2 separate regions of the Mus musculus genome follow, and region 2 is linked to region 1. A link is a contact called in public promoter capture Hi-C data. All regions are on one chromosome and are shown on one strand. The core of a region is the stretch at or near the end of the contact, and the rest is flanking DNA. Distances in the headings are between cores, read along the strand shown.

What was found. Capture Hi-C pulls out chosen DNA fragments and counts their contacts.
Region 2: a contact with region 1 is called in a promoter capture Hi-C map of adipose tissue. The contact joins two enhancer-like sites. A contact is called at or near these places in 1 of 15 datasets of contacts at CTCF or cohesin (CD8 T cells), 13 of 484 Hi-C or Micro-C datasets (3T3-L1-derived adipocytes, 8-cell embryo, CD8 T cells and 6 more), 11 of 115 datasets of contacts at active chromatin or transcription factors (CD8 T cells, bone marrow-derived macrophages, embryonic hindbrain and 4 more) and 5 of 9 other capture datasets (adipose tissue, bone marrow-derived macrophages, embryonic stem cells and 2 more).

What each region holds. Positions count from the first base shown.
Region 1 is chr10:93,177,963-93,182,778 of GRCm38.p6, reverse strand. The region is part of intron 1 of Cdk17 (cyclin-dependent kinase 17); the gene reads right to left. Among named protein-coding and RNA genes, the nearest start is that of Mir1931, 18 kb to the right of the region's middle. Within about 2 kb of position 2,503, at least 39 of the 459 cell types and tissues checked have an H3K27ac peak or open chromatin away from gene starts, as enhancers often do. A contact at or near this core is called in CD8 T cells and adipose tissue, where this site is marked.
Region 2 is chr10:93,258,622-93,263,437 of GRCm38.p6, reverse strand. The region is part of intron 3 of Elk3 (ELK3, member of ETS oncogene family); the gene reads left to right. Among named protein-coding and RNA genes, the nearest start is that of Gm32551, 24 kb to the left of the region's middle. Within about 2 kb of position 1,932, at least 183 of the 459 cell types and tissues checked have an H3K27ac peak or open chromatin away from gene starts, as enhancers often do. A contact at or near this core is called in CD8 T cells and adipose tissue, where this site is marked.

The DNA.
Region 1 (4,816 bases), core at 1,254-3,753:
CACACAGGTAAGCATAATTTAAAATGCACAGTGAGATCTAAGCCAGCCAAAGCTACAAAGTGAGACACTGTCTCAAAAAAAAAAAAAAAAGCATCTTTTAAGAATAGATTTAATCACCCCTAAACTCTAACAGTAAGAAATTAAAGAGGGCCTAATTTTAATAAGAAAAATTACGCAATATTATATAATTACATATTTTAAAGGACATATTACAGCTACCATGAGAGTAAGGTGTTAATTCCAAGCTAGACCAAATCCCAGCCTGAGAGGGGAAATGGATATGAAGGCCTGGCCCTAGCCAAGGCACCTTTTGACAACTGAAGGTGGCTGGGAGAGGACACTCAAATTTCTCAAAGAGTCACCCTGATACCACCGCACTCACATCCTATATATGGGCAGCACAAACTGGACTTGATCGGTCAAGAAAAGAGAAAAAGAAGAGAACCAAAGGTCAGGTGGATAGGGAAGGAGGAGGACTCTGGAAGGAGTTAGGGGCGGGGATACGTTGCTCAAAGCATGCTCTATCAAACTCTTAATTGAAAAAATTAATAAAATGCAAATCCACATTTTTCAATGAACAATACTATATGTTTTCTTTTACAAGTTTTAAAGGTACATCTCAGAAAAACTATTTTCAAGATACTTATGTTGGTTTCAGTTGAAGGGAACAAAGAAAGCTGTGTAGGCAACTTTCTGCTGTTGTCTCTAAGACACAAGTGGACTGAACAACTGTGCATGGTGTTTGGTCACTCTGTAATTTATGACACAATAGTGATTTGTTACTTTTGCTAGACTAACCCTTTATTAAAGCCTACGTAGGATAAACTGCTGAGGAGTGGTCAACCTTCCTCAGCAACAGGGAGCCTTGGCAATGCACTGCAACTGCCGGCTCTCTCCAGTCTGCTGGTAATGCTTTTCAGTAGGAAAAGATCACTCGAAATATTCTAAAGAAACTGGACTGTTCTTCCAAAGACTATGCCAGTTGCCCTCAACACTACACAACGACATTCACTCCAGGAAATTTGTGTATGATTTGGAGCGGGGTGAGCTAAAATTGTCCACATTACTTGCTGAGCAGAGAATTAGAAATAGTTCACATACCAACCTTAAATTGGAGAGGAAGAGAGCATAACAAGACAGCAGTTAGCGGGCGCACTCCTCACAAGGCCTAGAGCAGAGAAGACAGGATGAAGAAAGTGTGTGTTGGGCTAAATTCAACAGCCACCATTCTGCTCCTCTGTTTCCAGTTTTAATGTATTTGTACCTTGTGGTACCAATTCTACTTTCTTAGGAAACTTCTGAAGGTTAAACAGGGAAGTGATGTAGTGGGTCAGATTAGTACAAAACAAAGCAAAAAGATGCCCAAATAAAGACTTTTTCAATATACAAAGGAAAGTTTCCTATGAGGACACTAGCAAATATTTAGGACAGTCAACACTTGAGGCTAAGGATAGTGATAACACCTGTAATTCCAGAATTCAGGAAGCACAGCAGAATATCGAAGTCTCTAGGCTAGCCTGGAAACAAGATAATGAGGGTAACCTGGACAACATAGGAACACCCTGTCCTGGAAGGATGGATGGATGGATGGATGGAGTAATGCTTAAATTAATCAGAACTCTGATCAAGATACTTCTGACTGACTGAACTTTCTATTAAGTAGAATTAAATGAATTCAGCTTAGTAACTGTCTCCATGAGCCTAGAATTGTTTCTCACTGCCTGTTCAGTGTTGACCCTCGAAATCTGAGACGTCAACATATCCCTCCCATGATGAAAGGGTAGCTGTAAACAACTCTGGCATTAATGGTGAAGGTTTTAGAGCATACAAGAAATTTTAGGCAGCAGAAGTGAGAGCAGGTTTTAGAGTAAGCCTAACCTGACAACTGACTCTTGACTCCTTCACTGGGATACTAAGGAGAGCAAAGAAGGATGGATGCTGAGAGAACTGTGCTCTCTGCCCCTTTAAAAACAAGAACTAACAACCACCTCAGAAGAACGTGAGATCGAGTAAGGATTGGTTTATGGCAATATATACATATGATGCTCCAACATTGGGAATATATAGTAGAAGAAGGTGTTGAATGTTATAGTTTTATATATACCTCAGCCATGAAACATGTGTGCACTGCAGACGTGAACACACAAGCACATAAAAGGGAAGCCATGCTGAATAACTGCCCTACACTATCTAGTTTGTCTATGTACAACAGGCTGCCTGGACAATAACCAAACTTCCTACCTACTAGCAATGTATTTCTCAGAATATGACCCCATCATGCTAACCAAGGCATGGCTATGTTAGCATGTCTCAGGACTTCTATTGCTGCCACAAAAACACCATGATCAGGAAGCAAGTTGGGAAGCAAAGGGTTTATTTTGCTCACACTTCCAGATCACAGTCCATCACCAGTGAAAGTCAGGATAGGAACTCACACAGGGCAGGAACCTGGAGGCAGGAGCTGATGCAGAGGCCACGGAGGGTGCTGTTTACTCTGGCTTGCTTCCCCTGGCTCACTCAGCCTGCTTTCTTTATAGAACTGAGGACCTCCAGTGCCGGGATGGCACCACCCACAATGAGCTGGGCCCTCCCCCATTGATCACTAATTTAGTATATGCCTTACGGCTGGATCTCCTGGAAGCATTTCCTCAAGTGAGACTCCTTCCTCTCTGTTGACTCTAGCTTGTGTCAAGCTGATCCACAAAACCAGCCGGAACAGAGACTTACATGACTTCTGCTCTACTTAAGCTTTCTCTCCATCTGCACATTTCACATCAGCTTTCTGGACAGTCAAAGCAGCAGTTTTAGTCAGCAAACTGAAATGTGCCTTCACACTGTACGTTAGCTCTCAACTCTGCTTGATCAACCCCAAGTCAACGGCAAACCAGAACCCCCTGCCTCCAACTACTGACCTTTCACCCAAACCACAACTGAGTACATGTGCGCAACCACACTCACGGGCACACCAACACACCCTCACATGCTTAGCCTTAAAAATGAAGCCTGGGCCGTAGAGATGGCTCAGCGGTTAAGAGCACTGACTGCTCTTCCCAAAGTCCTGAGTTCAAATCCCAGCAACCACATGGTGGCTCACAACCATCCGTAATGAGATCTGACACCCTCTTCTGGTGTGTCTGAAGACAGCTACAGTGTATTTACGTATAATAATAAATAAATCTTCAGATTTTCTCCGGAGTGAGCAGGGCTGGAGCGAGCAGGGCCGACCGGAGCAAGCAGAGGTCCTGAATTCAATTCCCAGCAACCACATGATGGCTCACAACCATCTGTACAGCAACATTGTACTCATATACATAAAATAGATAAATAAATCTTTAAAAAAAAAAAAGCCTAAGAGAAGGAATGCCCTCAGCAAACCTAGACAGCACTTTCACCTCTCCTTCCCTGTTTGAGTGTCTGACCTCTTTCACCATGTTGCGTGTATATGTATACACGGACACACATGTGGGGTGGATATGAAGGCCATAGGACAACTTCAGGTGCTGTCCACCTTGTTTGTGGACACGGTCTCTCACCGACTCTGGTTCTTAACAAGGAGACTAGACTGGGTGCCCAGTGGATCCCAGAGGTCAGCTTGTCTCCACCTTCCTAGGTTAGGATTGCAAAGGCGCACCATCACGCCATGCCTGGCTGGTGTTTTTGGTTTTGTTTTTTAATTTAACATAGGTTCTGGGTATCGAACTCAGGTACTCGTGTTTGCAAGACAAGCAGGCACTACTGAGCTATACCCCCACCCTTCTTCATCATTCTTAGCAACATTTTTGGGGGAGACTCTCGGAGAGATGCTTCAGCAGTCATGAACACTAGCAGTTCTCCCAGGGGACCATGGTTTAACCCCAGCACCCACATGGTAGCTCACAACCATCCCTAACATTAGTTCCAGGAGACCCTGCCCTCTTCTGTCTGCTTTGAGCACTGCATGCATGTAGTACCCAGACATGCGTGCAGGTCAAACATCAGCAAAACACATAAAGTAAGAGATTTTAAAAGCACTTTTCCTAACATCCAAACACCACCCTATCAGTTCCGTGCTCTCTCATTCTCTCTGAACTACTAGCTAGCCACACACGCACACGCACATGCACACACCAGTATAACCATTAAATACCAGAACTCTTTTTTTGTTTTTGTTTTTGTTTTTTCGAGACAGGGTTTCTCTGTGTAGCCCTGACTGTCCTGAAACTCACTCTGTAGACCAGGCTGGCCTCAAACTCAGAAATCCACCTGCCTCTGCCTCCCGAGTGCTGGAATTAAAGGTGTGCGCCACCACTGACCAACAACACCAGAACTCTTAAAGCTCACAAATTTTTCTTACTGTTTCCTTCTAAGAAAAACACATTCAGGCACATGTTTCAAAAGCATCTATGTAATAACTCACTATTTTTTCCTCTGATTCTGAACTCTTTTTTGACTACAAACTCATATTCAACTGCCTACTTGAGTGTCAAAAATACCAAGTTAAGGTTGGACCTCGTTGCTGAGATGGAAAAGGTCAGCATCAAAGCAGCCATCAAAAGGCTGAGTGGTCTACAGATGGGACCAAAAATCGGATTTTTTATAAACACATTTTCAAGCTTGTGCTGGTTCAGAATGGGTGCTAACAACCCAAACTGTCTACACTAAAGTCACAGGCTACAGGAACCACCGAACCACCGGCAGTCATCTGTCTGCAGTAAAATGACTTCACTTTTCCAGGAAACTTCTAGTGGGAAGATAAGAGTTTCAAATAACTTCATTGTTCATTTCAGGAACTCCCCAAAAAAAGCCTCATATAAACCAACATCAGACTATTCAGTTT
Region 2 (4,816 bases), core at 683-3,182, 81 kb before region 1:
GGTCCAAAGTCAGGCCAAGGTCATCCCCGGTTTCGGCGTCTGTGTTCTCTGTGAGCCTGCATCCCCTTCTCTGAGCAGAGTGGGGCCGACACCAACCCTGTCTATTTCAAGGAAAATTGCTACCGTGGCTTTGGTCCTAGATACCGTGAACTCAGTGGGGGCCTGGGATGGCAGGGCAGGGGATAGGAGGAGAGGGACCTTGACCTGAGAGAGGGATCCTAACATGTGGACAGAGAGTTAATCCCCAGAGACAGAACCTACCAGAGTGGCCTAAAACCTAGAGAGAATGCTTAGGAAGCTGGACTTCTGGGACAGAGGGCCTGTGCCCTCAGGCACATGGGGGTCAGGCTGACAGGATACAACTTTCATTGAGTGACTACTCAATGAAAGGAAATCCAATGGGGCCTAGGCTTTGAGAGACAGAGAGAGAGAGAGAGAGAGAGAGAGAGAGAGAGAGAGAGAGAGAGAGAGAGAGAGAGAGAGAGAGAGAGAGAGGGGGGAGACACAGAGAGACACAGAGAGAGAGACAGAGAGAGAGAGACAGAGAGACAGAGACAGAGACAGAGAGAGAGACAGAGAGAGAGAGAGAGAGGGGAGACACAGAGAGACACAGAGAGACACAGAGACAGAGAGAGAGAGACAGAGACAGAGAGAGAGACAGAGAGAGAGAGACAGAGACAGAGACAGAGACAGAGTCATAGAGAGTGAGTGAGCTTGGAAAGAGGTGTCACACAGTTAGTAAAAGAGGCTGCTTAGGGACATAGTGTAACCTCAGGAGCTAAATGCCACCAGAGACTACATGCACCTGGAATGGTGCTCTGCTCCTATGGGCTGTGGGTAGTCAACTGAGAGGGAGAGAAGGGCAAAGATCTGGTAAAACTCAGCCTCCTTTCAGCCATCAGTGGTTTAACTCTGACCAGACAGGCCACTAAGGGGTTAATCACAACAAGCTTCCTGTTCTACAGGATTAGGCTATGCTTGAAGTCGGTATAAGATTTAGATCAGTAGTAAAGCTCCGCCCGACGCCCCAGGGCGTCCTCCAGAAGCTGACCCATCCACTCTTAGCTCTCCCACTCACCCTTAGTGTTCCCTTCTGGGGGGCGGGGCTCAGAAACAGAATGAGCACTCCTAAGGGAGTGCTCACTTCAGAGAGGGGGCGGGGGAGAGGTGTGCTCTACTAACCCAGTCCCCTGTAAATGAGGCGCCTTGACAAGACATATCACATGATCACTGTCCTTTCCCACATGTGTCATGGGGTCTACATTCAGATTTGAACATTCTGTCTTCAATTCGATGTGCAGAAAGCCAGAACAAATGTGCCTCTCTCACAGTGTCAGAGCCGCCTCCCGTCAGGAACACTGGCGAAGCCGCTGACAGGAGCTGCAAAGAGCGGAGGACATGACTCTTGGTGCTAAGTTTATGATAAATAGTGTCCGGGCAGGGACTTCTCCAACAAGGGGCTGGAAGACTCAAGCAAAAGTCAGCTAGGTACAGAGAAAAATGATGGCGTCAGAGCTCAGCCACGGAGGTCCCATCTGAATGTTGCTGAAAAGCAAGGCGCTTGCTTGTCCCCGTTGGCACAGGCTACCGAATGTTAGGCAGAGGGGAAGGAGCTGGGGTGTGAAGCCCTCCTGGCCTCTAGCCAGGCACCTTGGCAGCCGAGGTGGCAGCTGAAACTCCTGACTCCTCTGCATGCTGGTTTCATCTGTCCCTCTTCCTGCCACATCCCATCTGTGTCCCGTTGCTCCTGTCCCCCCAAGGTGAAGTTAATTCGGAATCCAAGGCATTGTATTTCTCATTTCTGCCAAGACTCGTGTTCGTCTCACCTGTGCTGTCCAAGATGCTGAAATCTGAGCTGTTTCAGCACTGGGCACGCATCTCCATCAGAGTCTGAGTATGTGCGCCTCAGGCTGTTTGCTCGGCAGCCTGGGATTAGTGGCTGAGTGGAGACAGCCTGCTCGGTTTGAAATGCTGAAGCCTACTTCCTCTATTCTGGGGTAGCGGAGACAGCTCTGAGGCCAAGTCAGAAAAGTGGGAGTCTGGAGCAGTGTAGGAGAACCTACAGAGTGCGAGCATCCTGTCCCCCTACACCCCACTTCTGGTGTGGTTTCCATCTTCCTGTCTCTTGCCATTATCATCAAAAGAAAAACATTTTCCCCCCTCTCCCTTCTCTCCAGGGTTGTTCAACTTCCTTCTTCTTCTGTTGACCTTTCCCCAGACAGGCCTCCATCTCTGACCATGATGACCTTTCCTCCAGGCAGAGAACTTCCTTGTAGGTCTCTGCAGTACAGGCTAGGATGGTTCTTGGCTACCAAGTTGTAGGTTGCCCCAGAGAAACAATAAAGGGAGTGCCTTTTCTCCTTGCGCCCTGGGGTCCCATGCTGCCCCCTCTCCTCTCTTCTTCTAGTGACTACTCAATGGGTCATCCATCTCTTCTGGTCTGCCTCCATCACTCTCTCCCTCTCTCTCTCTCTCTCTCTTTCTCTCTCTCTCTCTCTCTCTCTCTCTCTCTATATATATATATATATAAAACTTATTTATTGTGTATGTGATGTGGGCTAGTGTGCACATATGGAGGTCAGAGGACAACTTGTAGGAGTTGGTTCTCTCCTTCCACCATGTGAGTCCCACAGATAAAACTCTGACTTGGTGGCAAGTGCCTTTACCCCTGGCCCAGCTATTGAAAATAATGTTGAACTCTGGGGCGCCATTTTTATGGACTCCGTTGGCCTCTGTGCCACTTTTAAGGTATATGTGTAAGGGCTTCTCCTTCACTCTTCCTGAAGTCCCAATGGTTTCCTAGTGTCTCCAGCACCCACTCAAGACATCACCAAAGACATCTTCTCACTGCCACTGGGCAGGCCACACCCAGTCTCTTCTCTGCCTCCTTTCTAATCAGTTCACGTGGAGCTAGTCACTGAACACCCAGGCACTTGCTTGCTGCCTCAGGGATACCAAGATTAGTATATAGATGTGGTTCTGGTTCTCATGAGCTTACAGCTGCTGCCCGGAAATAAAGAATAGGGGTCAAATATAATTTCTGGTCATGAAAACTGCCCGAGAAGTTGAGACATGGTTTGATAGGAAATTAACAACTTCTAGAGGCATAAGCCAAGTGGAACACGGATGCCTTGTAAGAATTAGTAAATGATCACTGAACATAAATTTTTGCAAGACATGAAAAGGATGGGAGAAGTGATCTATTTTACAACCTTACACTGCACATAAATTTTTGCAAGACATGAAAAAGATGGGAGAAGTGACCTATTTTACAACCTTAGGACCTATCCCTGCTGAAGTACACACATACATGCACACATGCACACAAGACAGTTACATCCTACAGAGGAGACCTGAGCAGCACAAACAAGTACGTTTGGCTCAGTTCCTGAAACCTGACGGGAGCACTCCCCACCCCCTTCCCGTGTAAGCTGCCAGGGTTGGCACTAGGGGCACAAGCCTGGGTGGTAGAGTCCCGGAAGCTAGGAGGCACAAACGGAATGTTAAGGAAGAAGGGATGAACTTGTCCAGAGGAGTGAAATGTTGAGAGTGGCTATGGAAGGGGCAGTCACAGTTGGGTGAGGGGCTGAGGGAGTGGCAGAGATCTTTCTGGCATCTCCGTGCAGGAACACAGTGGGCTAGGAAGAGCGTGAGATAAGGACAGGTCTAGAGGAAGAGTTGGAGTTTAGTTAGATGGGATGGGATTAAGGCAGCAGTGGAAACACTGGAAGGGCATGTGGGACAGTATGAACTGTGTGGTACAAGTCACCCTGACAGCATAGATACAGAAGGGGACACTGTATTCAGTTAGGATACCTTGCAACACTCCAGCTAATGGACAGGGAAGATGCCAGGCTCTAACTGACACATCCAGAGGAGTTGGATCTGTGAGAAATTTAGAGACCGTCAGCCACAGGCCTTAGTGACTAACTTGAGGGGCGAGTGAGAGATGAATAGGAGGATGATGGGAAGGAGCCGGGCGTGGTGGCGCACACCTTTAGTCCCAGCACTCGGGAGGCAGAGGCAGGCAGATTTCTGAGTTCGAGGCCAGCCTGGTCTACAGAGTGAGTTCCAGGACAGCCAGGGCTACACAGAGAAACCCTGTCTCAGAAAAAAAAAACAAAACAAAACAAACAAACAACAAAAAACAAAAACAACAACAACAAAGGGTGAGGGGAAGAAAAGGGTATAGATCTGAACCATGGTAAATCAGGGAAGCTATGCTACATCCGGCCACCAACATGAGGGAATGTTAACAACCCTGGGAACTGTGGCTGGGGAGGGAGGGAGGTTAAGGAGTTGTAAATCTATGAATCTCTCTGTGATAAGCCCAGGACACATAATGCCAAGCAGGAGGGTTCTCAGAGGGAAGTGACGATGTGTTGTAAGTCTATGGGATTTAGCATTGTGGCTAAGGAGGCCGTTCCCCCCCCCCCCCGAAAATGAACGGATTTTTTTGAATGAAGTGTTGTAGAGTGACTACATGGAATTGTATCCTGGATAGGGGATGTGAGGCAGGTAGACTGGTCCAGGTGACTTGTGGAATGTCATGGTGGTAAGCTGACTGGATCTAAATGCTGCCCAGAAGGAAGTAGAGAGATAGATTGAAAATGAGTCCAAGGAAGGTAGTGTTTCTGTCTTGGTGCCTGGGATGCTGAGTAGTAGGTAGGGCCATGTGTGCCAGAAATCATGTCTTATTTTGTTCTTGCTTCTGCAAATATTTTCGGTCTCAGTAAGTAAGTATGTATGTGTGTGTGTGTGTGTGTGTGTGTGTGTGTGTGTGTGTAATATATATATACACACACACACACACACA